2 separate regions of the Zea mays genome follow, and region 1 is linked to region 2. A link is a contact called in public Hi-C data. All regions are on one chromosome and are shown on one strand. Each heading gives the region's core, a stretch centred on a gene start, on an enhancer-like site or on the middle of the called end of the contact. The rest is flanking DNA. Distances are from core to core; before and after follow the strand shown. Region 1 holds the start of LOC103652527 (mitogen-activated protein kinase kinase kinase 18). Region 2 has its middle 7.2 kb from the start of LOC100285785.

What was found. A called contact is a pair of places that touch in the nucleus more often than the background predicts.
Region 1: a Hi-C map of leaf shows a contact between it and region 2, with 5 times the contacts expected there. The contact joins the promoter of LOC103652527 here to the enhancer-like site in region 2. A contact is called at or near these places in 3 of 25 Hi-C or Micro-C datasets (bundle sheath, ear and leaf).

Annotation. Positions count from the first base shown.
Region 1 is chr3:210,893,165-210,899,547 of Zm-B73-REFERENCE-NAM-5.0, forward strand. LOC103652527 (mitogen-activated protein kinase kinase kinase 18) reads right to left here and starts at 4,234. Exons shown (of 1, transcript XM_008678087.4): 1 at 2,589-4,234. The coding sequence starts at 3,950. The coding sequence ends at 2,604.
Region 2 is chr3:210,785,020-210,791,348 of Zm-B73-REFERENCE-NAM-5.0, forward strand. No RefSeq gene overlaps it. Among protein-coding and RNA genes, the nearest start is that of LOC100285785, 7.2 kb to the left of the region's middle. Within about 2 kb of position 4,997, at least 15 of the 20 cell types and tissues checked have an H3K27ac peak or open chromatin away from gene starts, as enhancers often do. A contact at or near this core is called in bundle sheath, ear and leaf, where this site is marked.

The sequences.
Region 1 (6,383 bases), core at 2,984-5,483, 110 kb after region 2:
ACTATACTATACCATTTTATCAGTACCATTTTTTTTAAAAATGTGACCAACTATAAAGTTGTATAACTTTTTAATATCTACAAATTCTATTTTAATAGTTTCTACATCCGAGAACCGTTTACAAAATTTGAATTTTAAATTTGAAAACTTCACACGAATTTTTCAATGATAAGATGATTTCAAATAAAAAAGTTGACAATTACAAAGTTTCATAACATTTCAAGACCTACAACTTTTATTTTGGTGGTTTTTTCATCCGAGGTAGTTTGAAAATTTTAAAATTCAAAATTCAAATATAGTTTTGCATGGCAAGATGATTTCAAACCAAAACATTGTCAACTACAAAGTTTCATAACTCTTCAATACCTACAACTTTCATGTTGGTGGTTTTTCTTTCGAGATTGTTTTCAAAATTCAAATTTTTAATTTTTTAAATTCAGGCATAGTTTTCGTTGACAATATGACTTCAAATGAAAAAGTTATCAACTATAAACTTCTATAACTTTTCAAGATCTACAAAGTTTATTTTGGTTGTTTGATCATTTGTTCATCTCACATGATAGTTCTAACAATATGCACAAATTCTATACATATCTCTCGTAGTTCCATAAACTATGAGAGAGATATAGGTTTTATTAACAAATTTATTTTTAGTTTATCATATGAAGAAATGTTCAAAATATAAAATGTACATCATGATGAGTTATACAAATTTGTAGTTGAAAACTTTTTCATTTAAATGAATTTACTGCTTTAAAATGTGATTTTTAAAATGTGTATGCAGTTGGCTTGATGTGAGACAATAAGCTAAACCCACGGGTTTTCCACGGGTTTCCACCCAATTACGGGTTGGTTTGGAATCAATAATGTTATTGGATGGGTTGGGTTTAACTTCCCTCTAGTATTTTTGGTTGGGTGTGGGATGAATATCAAAGTAATTAGATTTGGGTATGGGTGGGAGTGGATTGGATTTTTTGCCATTAGCAGGCCTACATGTGAGTCTAGAGATCAGCACCTGGAGTTCTTTTCCTCGCTTATCCATCCGAGCTTACTTTATTATTACATCAGCACCTCGTCAGCAGGCAGCAAGCCAAGCCCCGCTAGTGCTGCTTCTAGACAGAACACGGTCGCCATCACGGACATGTACATATATGTTCACACCCTTCTGCGCGCCCCCTCGAACATTCCAAAGCCGTTGACTTCACCGAACCGAACCCAAGCCTTCCGAAGAACTGAAGAAGCCATATCCAGACAGAGGGAGAACAGATGTTCTGTACCTCTCTAGAACCCTGGGCGTGCCGACCAGGAGTCACTAGAACAACACGTTCTAGAATTTTGATCCACGGGCAGTGCACTGTGCACAAAGTAGGTGCCGCCCGGGGCATAAGCTACGCTACACACTTACACAGGCGGAGGAGAGACCTGAGACAGAGGCGGCCGAAAGCTCTGGACTCTACCGTGGCAGCAGGAGCTGGCCTCCAAATGCACTCACTCCCCCGTGGACTCCATCTATCTCTGCGCTCTCCGGTACCTTCATTACCCCGTGGCCCAGTCACATAGCACGATGCGTCCCTGACCGGCTGACCAGCGCGGCGGCGATGACGCGACTACGGGTAACCACCGCACCAGCCACGCACGCCTTCGGAGTCGAGACTCGAGAGAGCAGCAACACCTGTGTTGCCAACCTGCTGGTGCGTCGCGGGCGACCGGTACGTGACGGGCGGACAATCGGCGCCCGGGGTGGTGGCATGACATGGCATGGCAGCTGTAGCTACGCCTACGCTGACCGCCACGGAGGAGCGAGTAAATCATGGTGCCGGCTTGTGCTTTGACCGCGTACGGTACGGTGAGACACCCGCATAGCATAGGCATATTGCGCCGTGACGGAACCCATGATGCGGGGGTCGCGTCAGCCGGCGTGCCGCCTCGCCGGCCCCCCATCAAGCGCGCACCGACTCGGCCGCCACCCACCAGCCCGGCCGCATGACGCTGTGGTGTCGGCTGTGGATAATCCCGTTTTGCCCGTTCCCCGTCGAAAGGGGCAGATGCTGCTGCCTGCCTGCCTTTGCGCGATCGGAGTGCCTGCTTCTTTTCGTTCTTCGCGTCAGCCGATGCCTGCCCGCCGGCCGTGCCCCGGAGAGAAGAGAATCCACCGCCGGTTTCCCGGTCCAGACCTAGCCGTGGATTGGAAGTTCCAATATGAGATAAACAAACCCAGGTGTTATCGAACAAATAGCGTTCCCGAGTCGAACGAACCAGGTCATGCTATGTCGTCACGTCCCTGCTTCTTCTTCTTCTTCTTCTTCTTTTTTTTGCCTTGGCGTGGCGTGGCGCGAGTGTGGCCTACTGTAAAGACTAAGGCCTGGAACAAGAGTAAGAACTATTCCAGGTTACCAATTGTTCTATAAATTATACAATTATTCTAGCTGGATTCTTTACTGAAGCAGAATCCTGAATAACCGAACGCACCCTAAGAGAAAGCAAAGCAGGGTATGGAGGGAGGTACTCCACAGCAAGTCGACTACGGAGTATATTCCAGCCAGCCATGCACGTGCGGACAGCAAGTCGTGGCCATGTATCGCGTACATGAGCAGAGAGGAGTATCATGACAAGGGGAATCGAACAGAGCGGCACAACAAGACATTTGTGGGAACCCATAACTTTATTGCATTATTAACAACTACTAGTGGTAGATTACAGGGCACTAACTGACACGAGAGTACATGACAGTAGTGCGAACGCAAAATCAAATAGCGTTTCTTCTGACGCTCAGCCGAAGCATCCGCTGATCCTGGAACCTCGCCACCGAACGACACGTCCTCTGCTTCCAGTTCATCACCGCCGCCGCCGCCGCCGCCGCCGACATCCATCTCCCCAGCTGGCACCGCCAGGACGCTGGACACTTTGCCTGGCGCGCTGCGCGCCACCTGCACCGCGCCGCAGACCTCGACCCGCTGCTGATCACCCAGCACTTCGATCCACCCGTCCTCCCCGTCCCAGTCGGGCAAGGCGCAGGCGGAGCACGCCAGCGACTTGATCCTCTCCGACGCACTCGCCGACACTGCCTCGTCCGCGTCGTCGTCGTCGTCTTCGGCCTCCCAGAATGCGGCGTCCAGCGTGCTCTTGGGCGACACCCGCGGGGCCTCGTGGTCGCCGTGGCCGTGGCAGGGAGCCGCCACGAACGGGTGCTCAAGGAGCTGCGCGGCGGTCCACCGCTCGGCGGCGTCCCTGGCGAAGCAGCGGGCCAGGAAGTCCCGGGCCTCGGCCGACATCCAGGACGGCGCGTCGGGCACGGCGTCCGTGTACCCGATCCGGTGCACGGCGGCGAGGACGTCGGCGTCGGCGCCGCCCCACGGGGCGCGGCCGGTGGCCATCTCGACGACCGTGCAGCCGAGCGCCCACACGTCGGCGGCGGGGCCCTGGGCCTCCCCGCGGGCAACCTCGGGCGCCATGAACGCCGGCGTGCCGCCGAGCGGGCGCCGCGCGGAGAAGCCGGGCGTCCGCGCGCACCCGAAGTCCGCCAGCCTGGCGCGCCCGTCGGCGCCCAGCAGCACGTTGCGCGCCTTCACGTCGCCGTGCACCACGGAGCGGCCGTGGAGGTAGGCCAGCCCGCGCAGCACGTCCGCGGCGAGCGCGCGGATGGCGCGCTCCTCCAGCGCGCCCCCGCCCCTGGCCACCGCGTCGGCGACCGACCCGCCGGGGGCGTACTCGAGGAACACCTGGTACGACCCGTCCGCGCCCTCGCCGCCGCCCACGCAGCGCACCACGTGCGGCGACCGCAGGCCGCGCAGCACCGCATGCTCCCGCCGCAGCGTCGCCGCGCCGCTCGCGCCGGCTGACTTGACCGCGAACAGCTCCCCCGACGCCGCGTCCGACGCCAGCGACACCACGGCGCCCGACGCGCCGCGGCCCAGCGTCCGCAGCCTCCTCCAGCGCCCGCTCGCCGCCATGGGCTTCTGCCTCTGTTTCTTCCTTTCTGTCTTTTTTGCGATGTTCTTGGTGGTCTTTTTTTTGTTTGTTTGGCCGCCTGAGCTGGAATCGTGAGCCTGCCCTTGATGTGGGTGAGTTGCGAGCGTTTATATACAAAGCTCGGCAAGGTGTGGAGGAGGAGGAGGAGGAGGGGAAGTTAATTTGGGTGGGTGGGTGGATTAGTTTAGTTATAAGAGGCTGTTTGGTGTGCGTCAAAGGCTCAAGTTGGGTGGGGGCGGGATTAGGAAATCGGCACGGGGGGGAAGGCGTGGGTCGCGCCTCGCGTAGCCGTCGCTCCCTCCCACGCGCGGCAATTGGACGGCGTGTGGGCGGGCGCGACTCGTGCGGCTAATTAACGAGGGCCTGCGGGCCGCCTGACCCCTCCTGACCGGCGCGGCGTGAAACCCTTTCCGTTCCGCCAGCGGCGTCAGCGTCACCCCGTTTTCTGATTTTTTTTCTTTTCTTTTTTGATGCCATATAAACATGCCGCGCTTTCCAATTGTCTCGTGTTAAAGGCACCTGATCTGCGATCCCGAAAAAACGAGATGCCTGATTTGGAGGGGATCCCGAGATGGCTACCACATGCCAAATTGCCAATGATCGGTATTATAGAAAGCCTATTTATGTCCATGAAAGAAAGTGAAAAAAAAAACTACTCCCGCAGTATTAGCAAGTCTAAACCCGTAACAGCATCGGCAGCAGCCATCGGCTCGTGTTCCTCGTGTGATCAGATGGGTGGAGCGAGAGGCGGCACTTCTCCTGGGACAGAAATAAATAAAAAAAACAGGTATGAAACACGAGCGTGCTGTTGATGCCTGCTGCTACGTTCTCCGGTCGGTCGCGCTAATTAATCAGCGGATGCACCGGTCCAGGACCGTTTGAACCGGGTCCAGGGTGCAGCAGGACCGGCCAGGAGTGGACGTGCAGCGGCCGACCGAACAAGGCCAAGTTGCGACGCGACGACCCTCCTCGCGTCGTGGCCGCTTCTCCATCTCACAAAGGATACGGATCGTGGCGCCCCGAGAAAGCGAGGTCCAGCGGCCGTAGCACGGGCACGGCCGGCGATCGGGACATGCTCGGGCCGGCGGGAGGTCAACGCGTGCGCCTAAAAAAGGGCGCTCGCTGCGACCCGCGTAGAACAGAATTTACTGCTACCATGCGCTAGCGTAGGGAGGGGTCAGCAGCAGCAGCGTTTGCTCCACCAAACCCACACCCCCGGCGATCGTCGGTAGGTAGGCGCTTGACCTGTACTGCCCGCTCGATCGTCGGTTGCACCAGAAATGGCACACCCACCCACCCACCCACCCTATCCCAACAACACGGTGACGAGATCAAATCGGGGGTCGAGACGAAAGGCGGGGGCGATCAGCTTCAGCAGGCCCGTCGTCGATTCGGAAGCGATCGGCAGTAGGTGCGCGTAGATCCGATTGGGTAACGAACTCCGCCTGCTCGTGCTAAAATGCAAGTTCCACTCACTCCCGCCCGACCCGAGGCCATTATTCACACAGTGCCGCTCACCGCTCTCGCTTGCTCTGTTGCCTTCGGCTTTTATAGGCCGTGTAGCGTTAGGCCTCTGTCTCGTCTCGTCCCGTCCCTCCCTGTGCTGTTTCGTTTCTGGTCCTACAAGGTTCAGGGCTTCAGGCTGGTCATGCAGCAGGTCAACTTTGTGTGTTTCTGCCGCTGGTTTAGGCTTGTTGACTATTGAACATTGTCAACGGACAACCCCAATAACAAAAAAAAAATGGACAAGAGGTGGTTCACGAACAGTTCACGCCGAACTTGCCTAGGCATCGATCAATCAGGTCGGCGTGGTTTTTGATTCGAGTTCAAGCAGAAAACGTACCTATAGTGATGGCCGCGCCAGAGATGCTCTGAACCGCGCTGAGGAACAAGCATGGAAGCGGGCAGGTGGCTGGCTCCAGGTCAGTCTAATCTCGACAAACAAAGTAGCGTGCATGTTTGTGTGGAATGACGTCGCGCCCACCATCTATCAACTCACTCACCATGGCTCGCTGCAGCTGCAAAATATACGTATGTTTCAGTTCGGTTTGGGGCTCTTTTCAGTTCAACCAACGGAGCTTTGCCTTCTTTCTGAGCTTTCCACATGTAGGTTCAGCTACAAATTACCAGCCGGTTTTCCACCTTATCCTCGGCCACGGGAAAAAAAAATCAGTATATATGTCTGAATGTCTCGCTGTAGATCAGGCTAAAGGCATGCCCAACCCAACACATTCAGCCTTTATTTCACACTCGGAGGCGGCGTGTCAAACCAAAACAAGCAAAGCAGCAGCAGTGCTTCATCACTCGCCAATAAAAAAAAATTACTGTAGATCCCTTGCAAGACTCAAAGATGGCCGGCCTCCAAGTGCTTCAAACGTCGAACCTGGCGTTGACACAGGGGATAGGGCCAGGCC
Region 2 (6,329 bases), core at 3,747-6,246:
CTTCATGAGAATCTATTTACGGCCCGTACGCTTGCTTGAATCATGAGCTTTTCCAGGCATTAGGGGGAGATTTCGAGTACCAAAATGAATGCCAGGAAATTATAATGAATGCAGTAAGCATTCAGGCTCAGGATCACGTACTAAAACTGAACCTTTAGGTTCGAATGATTTGCAAGAAGTTGCAAATTGACTGCCATGTGCATTTACTATGAGGTGTCACTCAAATTAATCCTATGTGGAAGTGCCAGAAAGAGTGGTTACATGGAAAACCACTTAACTCCCTATTGCAACGACGTTGTAAATAAGAGGGGGAGAAGGATGGACACAAACTGGGATTAAGATGCTTGCAAGCAGCTGAAGGCAAGACCTTCTGAGATAGTAAATGCAAACCAACTATTCGTTGGTAACCAACTTAGCGTTGGTGGACACCTAAAGGATATGAATTATCCTGTGAATGGAAGACATTCACAACCTAGCTCAGTGCGCACTGATGAGGCTAGGTTATCGGAAGCCCTTGATTCTCGTTTTGGGATTTCACGACGAATCATAAGGGTGCATAAGAAAATGACTTCATGTCAACTGGAGAATTGTGTTATTTGAAAGCTACAAGTGTCGACACATACATCTTAGCAATTGTATATGCGCTCCAAGTGATCCAAAAGACTATGGCCATAGCAGAGCACGAGTATGCTCAAACTGGATCTTGTTGAGTGATACAATGTTGCAGAGATAGCCTTGCTCACTAGAAAGAAGTGTTGAATTATTTCCACTTTAAGGTATCTTACTGTGGATACAAGTTTGTTTTCATGGAATTGGAAACAATGAGGTGGTGAGAAAGCATGGCTAGTAGCAACTGGGTTTATACGCAAACCCAAGCATTATTTTAATGCTATAAATTCTCTTCTACTGTGAGTAGTAAAATTCCGATACAATATTATGGGCAGTAAATCATCTATCTTTGCAGTTGATAGATGTAGTGACAACATGTGCATATGTGGTCACTGGATTATGGTATTTATGGAGTCTTGAAGGATTCCAAATACATAATCACCAATCACAAATTTGCAATGCTTGGAAAGTCTTTGTGACTTAGAGCATCCTGGTCAAATATGGTACATTCGACCTAGTGAATCCTTCCTTCTGAAAGGATACACAAAGAATAGTATGTTCAATATAAATATGTGCAACATATTTCTAAACATACATTACTTATCGACGGAGTTCGAGATAGAAGATATGAATTGAAAGAGATTTTCAATTCAAAGTAAACTATCTTGAGTATCTTGGATACAAAAAAAAATTGTCTATATCCAACATATATTGAAGAAATTCAATATGAGAGAATCATTGTTATTTGATTCTTTGGGATCATGAGATGTGCTATTGTATCTTGCAAGAGCATCCGGCCGGATATTGCTTTGCAATGTTTTGCTAGCTAACAGCACATGAGATCGAGTTATGATCTCCAGGTGTACTCATGCTCTCCTTATGTTTGGATATAATGATCTTGGATATTTATAGAAGATCCCCAGGTACAAGATCAATGACATACTTTTGGTAAGTTGGACCTACTGTTTGATAAATGTTAATCAACAGAGATTAATGGTCACTTACACTAATCATTCTATAGTACACTTCGTGGGATTGTACAGAATGATATACTACATATAGAGGGTATGTGGTGGTCATGATTTTATATCAGTGACCTTATTATCTATGAAGATAATATTACTTTGTGTTGTTTAGATGAAAAACAAGTTACGAACTAAGTCTCTACTTACTCCACATTTTAGATGTGTTTGAGAGCAGGTATGAGATGACTTAGTGTTTTGTAAAGATCAGGGGGAGTTTCCCTCTTGATCGAAAGAACTTGTTTATACATCATGTTGTACTCTTTTCTTCGCATGAGTTTTTCCCTACTTGGGTTTCTCATTCAAAGTTTTTAACGAGACAACATCAACACAAGGTCTATGTCGTATCATCTATTTTTCCCGTAGAGGTTTTCAAGGATGATACATTATGACATAGTTATTGCTGTATTTGAACTAGGATATGAGTTTATATCCCTAGAGTTCAAATGGATCAACAATAGAGTATGACTACTCTCCTTATTTTTCCCGTTGGGTTTTTAAGGAGACTCGGCTGATATGTTGATTTCTCAGATTTTCTGACTAGATTATCTTGGAGAAATATTAGCCTGAGTTATATGTCTCATCATTTATTTTCCCCACTAGGGTTTTTGAGATGATGGCTATGGACATATTATTGTTCTTTGGGCTAGAGGTCCATTGGAGAACAACGTACCATGATTCGATTGAATCACCGACAATTATCTATAAGGATAATTGAGCTTGTGTTGTTCAGATGGAAACAGGAAAATAGAGATATGAATATCTTGCAAACAAAGTCTTGTGATAATCTTGTTGATCTATTCACAAAATCTCTACCATACTCAACGTTTTCAGAAATGTGTTGAGGTGATTGGTATGAGAAGACTTAAGTGCTTGCAAGGATCAGGGGGGGTAATTCTCCATGATATTTGACCTGTTTTGAACCATCATATTACACTCTTTTCTTTGTATGAGTTTTGCCTTATTGAGGTTTTCTCATCCAAAGTTTTTAACGAGGTAATATCAACTAAGCTATATGCTTCATCATTGACTTTTCCCCACAGGGGTTTTTACGAATGATGATTACAAGCATATTTTCTTTTGGAGTTCGTGTGAGATTATTCTCATTATCCAAAAGACATTGTGTACTCCTTATTTTTCCCACAGGGTTTTTGAGGAGATAAGATCTTGGAAGAACATCTAACAGATCATCAAATGAAGTTGGATTGATCAAGGGGGAGTGTTACAAAATATTACATATGTGATCAATCCAAAGGGTGCGACAGTTTTCCCCAAGGGACACACCTCTTGGGATACACCCCTTCACTTGTATATAAGTGTAATGATCTGTGGAATGCAAACAACGGTTCTGTCATTTGTCTCTTTTAATCTCATTACCATTGAGTATACTTTAACAATAATCTCTTCTGCGAACTGTCAAAATAATACAAGACCTCACAACTGCATCGGAGCAGAAGGATCCTCTTTTGCCTTTGGCTAGCAAAGAATCCCCTACCTGACGGTTCCTTTTCTGACTAAGAAATAAAGCCACCAAAATAGTGATTCTTTTGATACCTGCAGATATAAAAATTTAAGAGTTTTTTGTCACCTTTGAACATCACATGTTTACACCCGTCTATGGTTGGCCTCGGACGAATCGTGACTGCTTCTTACGTCCGTGGTTGGCCTCGGACGAGTCGTGACTGGATCTCTCGCCCGAGGTTATTGGCCTCGGATGAGTCGTGATTGCGTCTCCCGCCCGGAGTTGGTCTTGGGCGAGTCGTGACTGCGTCTCTCGTCCGGATTGGCCTCGGGCGAGTCGCCCTAGGACGTCGCCACCTGGCTCCACCGCCACGCCCCCACGTCGCCGCCTACGCAGGCACAGGAGCGTGGTGGAGCTGAGCGAGGCCAACTCCGGTGAGGAACTGGGTGACGACGACCTTGAGCACCTCGTTGTCGATGGAGAGGAGCACCTTGTCGTCATACTCAAATTCAATGGAGGTGAAGATGGTGGGGAGGTGGTCCCCAAGTTGGAGGAGAAGCTGTGTGGCGATGACGAGATCTAGGCATGGGCGGAGGCGCTGGGATGCGGGGTCCAGGGGCCGCAGGCGCCACCTAGGGTTTTTGAGTGGACCAGAGTTGAGGGAGGATGTGGCACCGGGTTAAAAACACCATTGAGAGAAGATGAACAAGCGCCCCTACTGACGAATATGGAAGGAGCTGATGGCGAGGACAGATCCCATCCAGTCATGATTCCTTCCAGGGCCGAGCACATGGATTCAAGGATGGAAGGCGCGGGCGACGATCACGGGCATTGATTCCTGGGTCCGGCGCGGCAGCTGTGGATCCCATCGGTTTCATTGTGGTCGTGGGGAGGGGGCTCTTCGCGACGGGCATCGCCAGGGTGCGGGGCGAACGGGGGCGAGCAACACGGAGATCTGAGAGGTAGGAGATTGGGGGAGATGATCACACTGACGTGGGGTAGAGGAGAGGACCGTATGATCAGGGGAGCGCGAGGCGTAGCCATGGTATCGCCAAGCGCCCGCGTTAGGTTCTTAGTAGAGTAGTATAGATTAACTTATTATAAGCTAACTTTTTTTATTTTAGTCATATATAAACAACTACATAGCAAAAACTTTTTTGTTAGGGGGCCATGCCCCCCTTGCCTACGCCAGTGGGTCCAGACACTTCATTGCCATATATATATATATATATGTTGTGACGAGTGATTGTCAGGGAATTATTAACTTTGTTTTAGTTTAAAGACTAACCATTATATGAGCGTGTGAACAATATGTCTCTTGGTTGTATTAGTGTGCAGTTGTGAAACATAGAGACCGTCGACATTTAGAAGGTCAAGTAGTGTAAAAACCCAAAAAAAATCCTATTTTAGAAATTTAGTAAAATTCTCCAAAGGTTTTGAATTAGAATATCTTTTAATAGGAATTTCCTTACCTTTGAAGTTACATATCATAAAATAAATATGTTTCTTAATAAAGATTTAAAACGATCCCTATATGAACTTAGTTATTCCTTCGTTGAATTATAGATTTATATCTATTATCTAAAGGATAATATAAACTAGAAATTATTCTTCTTAATGTAGCTATTTTTGGGTGTATGAATTTCATATTTAAAAGCAATTGCTTAAATAGGATAATAAATTAATAAAAAAATATATTTGCATTCATGCTGAGATTTTGATTGTTGCGTTAAGATTTGAATTTAAATTTGTGAACCCGAAATTGATTTGAATCTGGAGCGGAAAACAGAAATTAGAAAAGAAAATAGAAAAAAAGAAAAGAAAGGAAAGGAAAGAGGCCTACCTAATCTCACCTCAGCCCACCAACCCCCATCCGCGTGGGCCGATGGTCGACCCAACTCCGTGTGCGCGCCCGACTAGAATCCCCATCCGCGCGCGCGTGTCTGCTTCACCTGACGCCGCCATCTAGGCCTGGATTGGCAGAAGCATCTTTTGGAACCAAGTTTGTTGGGATTCACAGCCCTTGCGTCAAGCTCGTAACATAACCAATCGTATTCACCAGGAACAACGCGATGGCTGTTCCTCCCCTCGGCCAGGATTCATCCGTACACGATAATAAATAGTCGGGCACCGCTCCCCCCCGATCATCCATCCTATACCGCTAGGAGGCCAAGCTAGCGTGCTCCGCACCATAGCCGAACCACCATAGACAGGAAGGGAGAGGGAAAAGGTGACACCGCCAAGGCCGTGAGAAAAGTAGGGAAGCGTCGCCACCATTGCTACTCGCGTACGGTGTCGTCCAAGCTACATCTGTGATCCAAAAGTGTAGCCTGGTCACACCGAACATGTGTGCAGGGCTGTTCCTAAGATTTCAGGGGCCTAGGTGAAAACTTATAAGCAGACCCTTTTAACCCATATACACTATCTATATATGCATATATATAATTATAAACATATACATTGAAAACTTCAAAAATACTATTAACTAAAATAATAAAACTTGTTTGGCACATTGGATCCTCTTATAAAGTTTCTTCGAACATTATTTGATACAAAGACATCGAGTATGTTATTAATATTCATTGATGCTTTTTCAATCTTGATGACATGATATAACCGTATATGTGGATGTAATCGTAGCTTGACTCTCATATAACCGTAATTACTTGGCAGGAATTAGGATACTTGGGAAATAGGAAATGGTGTATACCGTATTCTAGTAAAGTGTTCGTACATTGCTATGGTTACTATTTATGATTAAGTATAGAATATAAAACATAAAGACATGTGTATTTTATTGACTAAGCGAGTGTAAATGTGAGTTTAAAGCCAACAACCATGGTTTGAGTCCTCATTCGTATATTTTATCATTTTTCATTTAAATATGGAATGCACGGTGACGTTGGGAATCGTGGAACTAGGCAAACTAATGCTTTAATATAGTAGAGACGTGAACGTGATCGTAGCTTGGCTTACGTATTTGGGTCGATCAACTAGCAAAGCGTCCGATGTTTGTTTAGGCTGATTAAATCTCTAAGTACTATACTTAAATATATACTTGAGTGAGGGCCCTAATATTTTGGGGGCCCTGGGCGGTCGCCCAGCTCGACCACCCCCAGGTCCGGCCCTACATGTGTCGCGTGTTACCAAGCAGGATTGGTGACCGAAATTCAGAGAATTCCACGTCGAAGTTGTGTGTGCCTGTAGATTTGCCCTACGTTGGAGGCGGGCGTCCC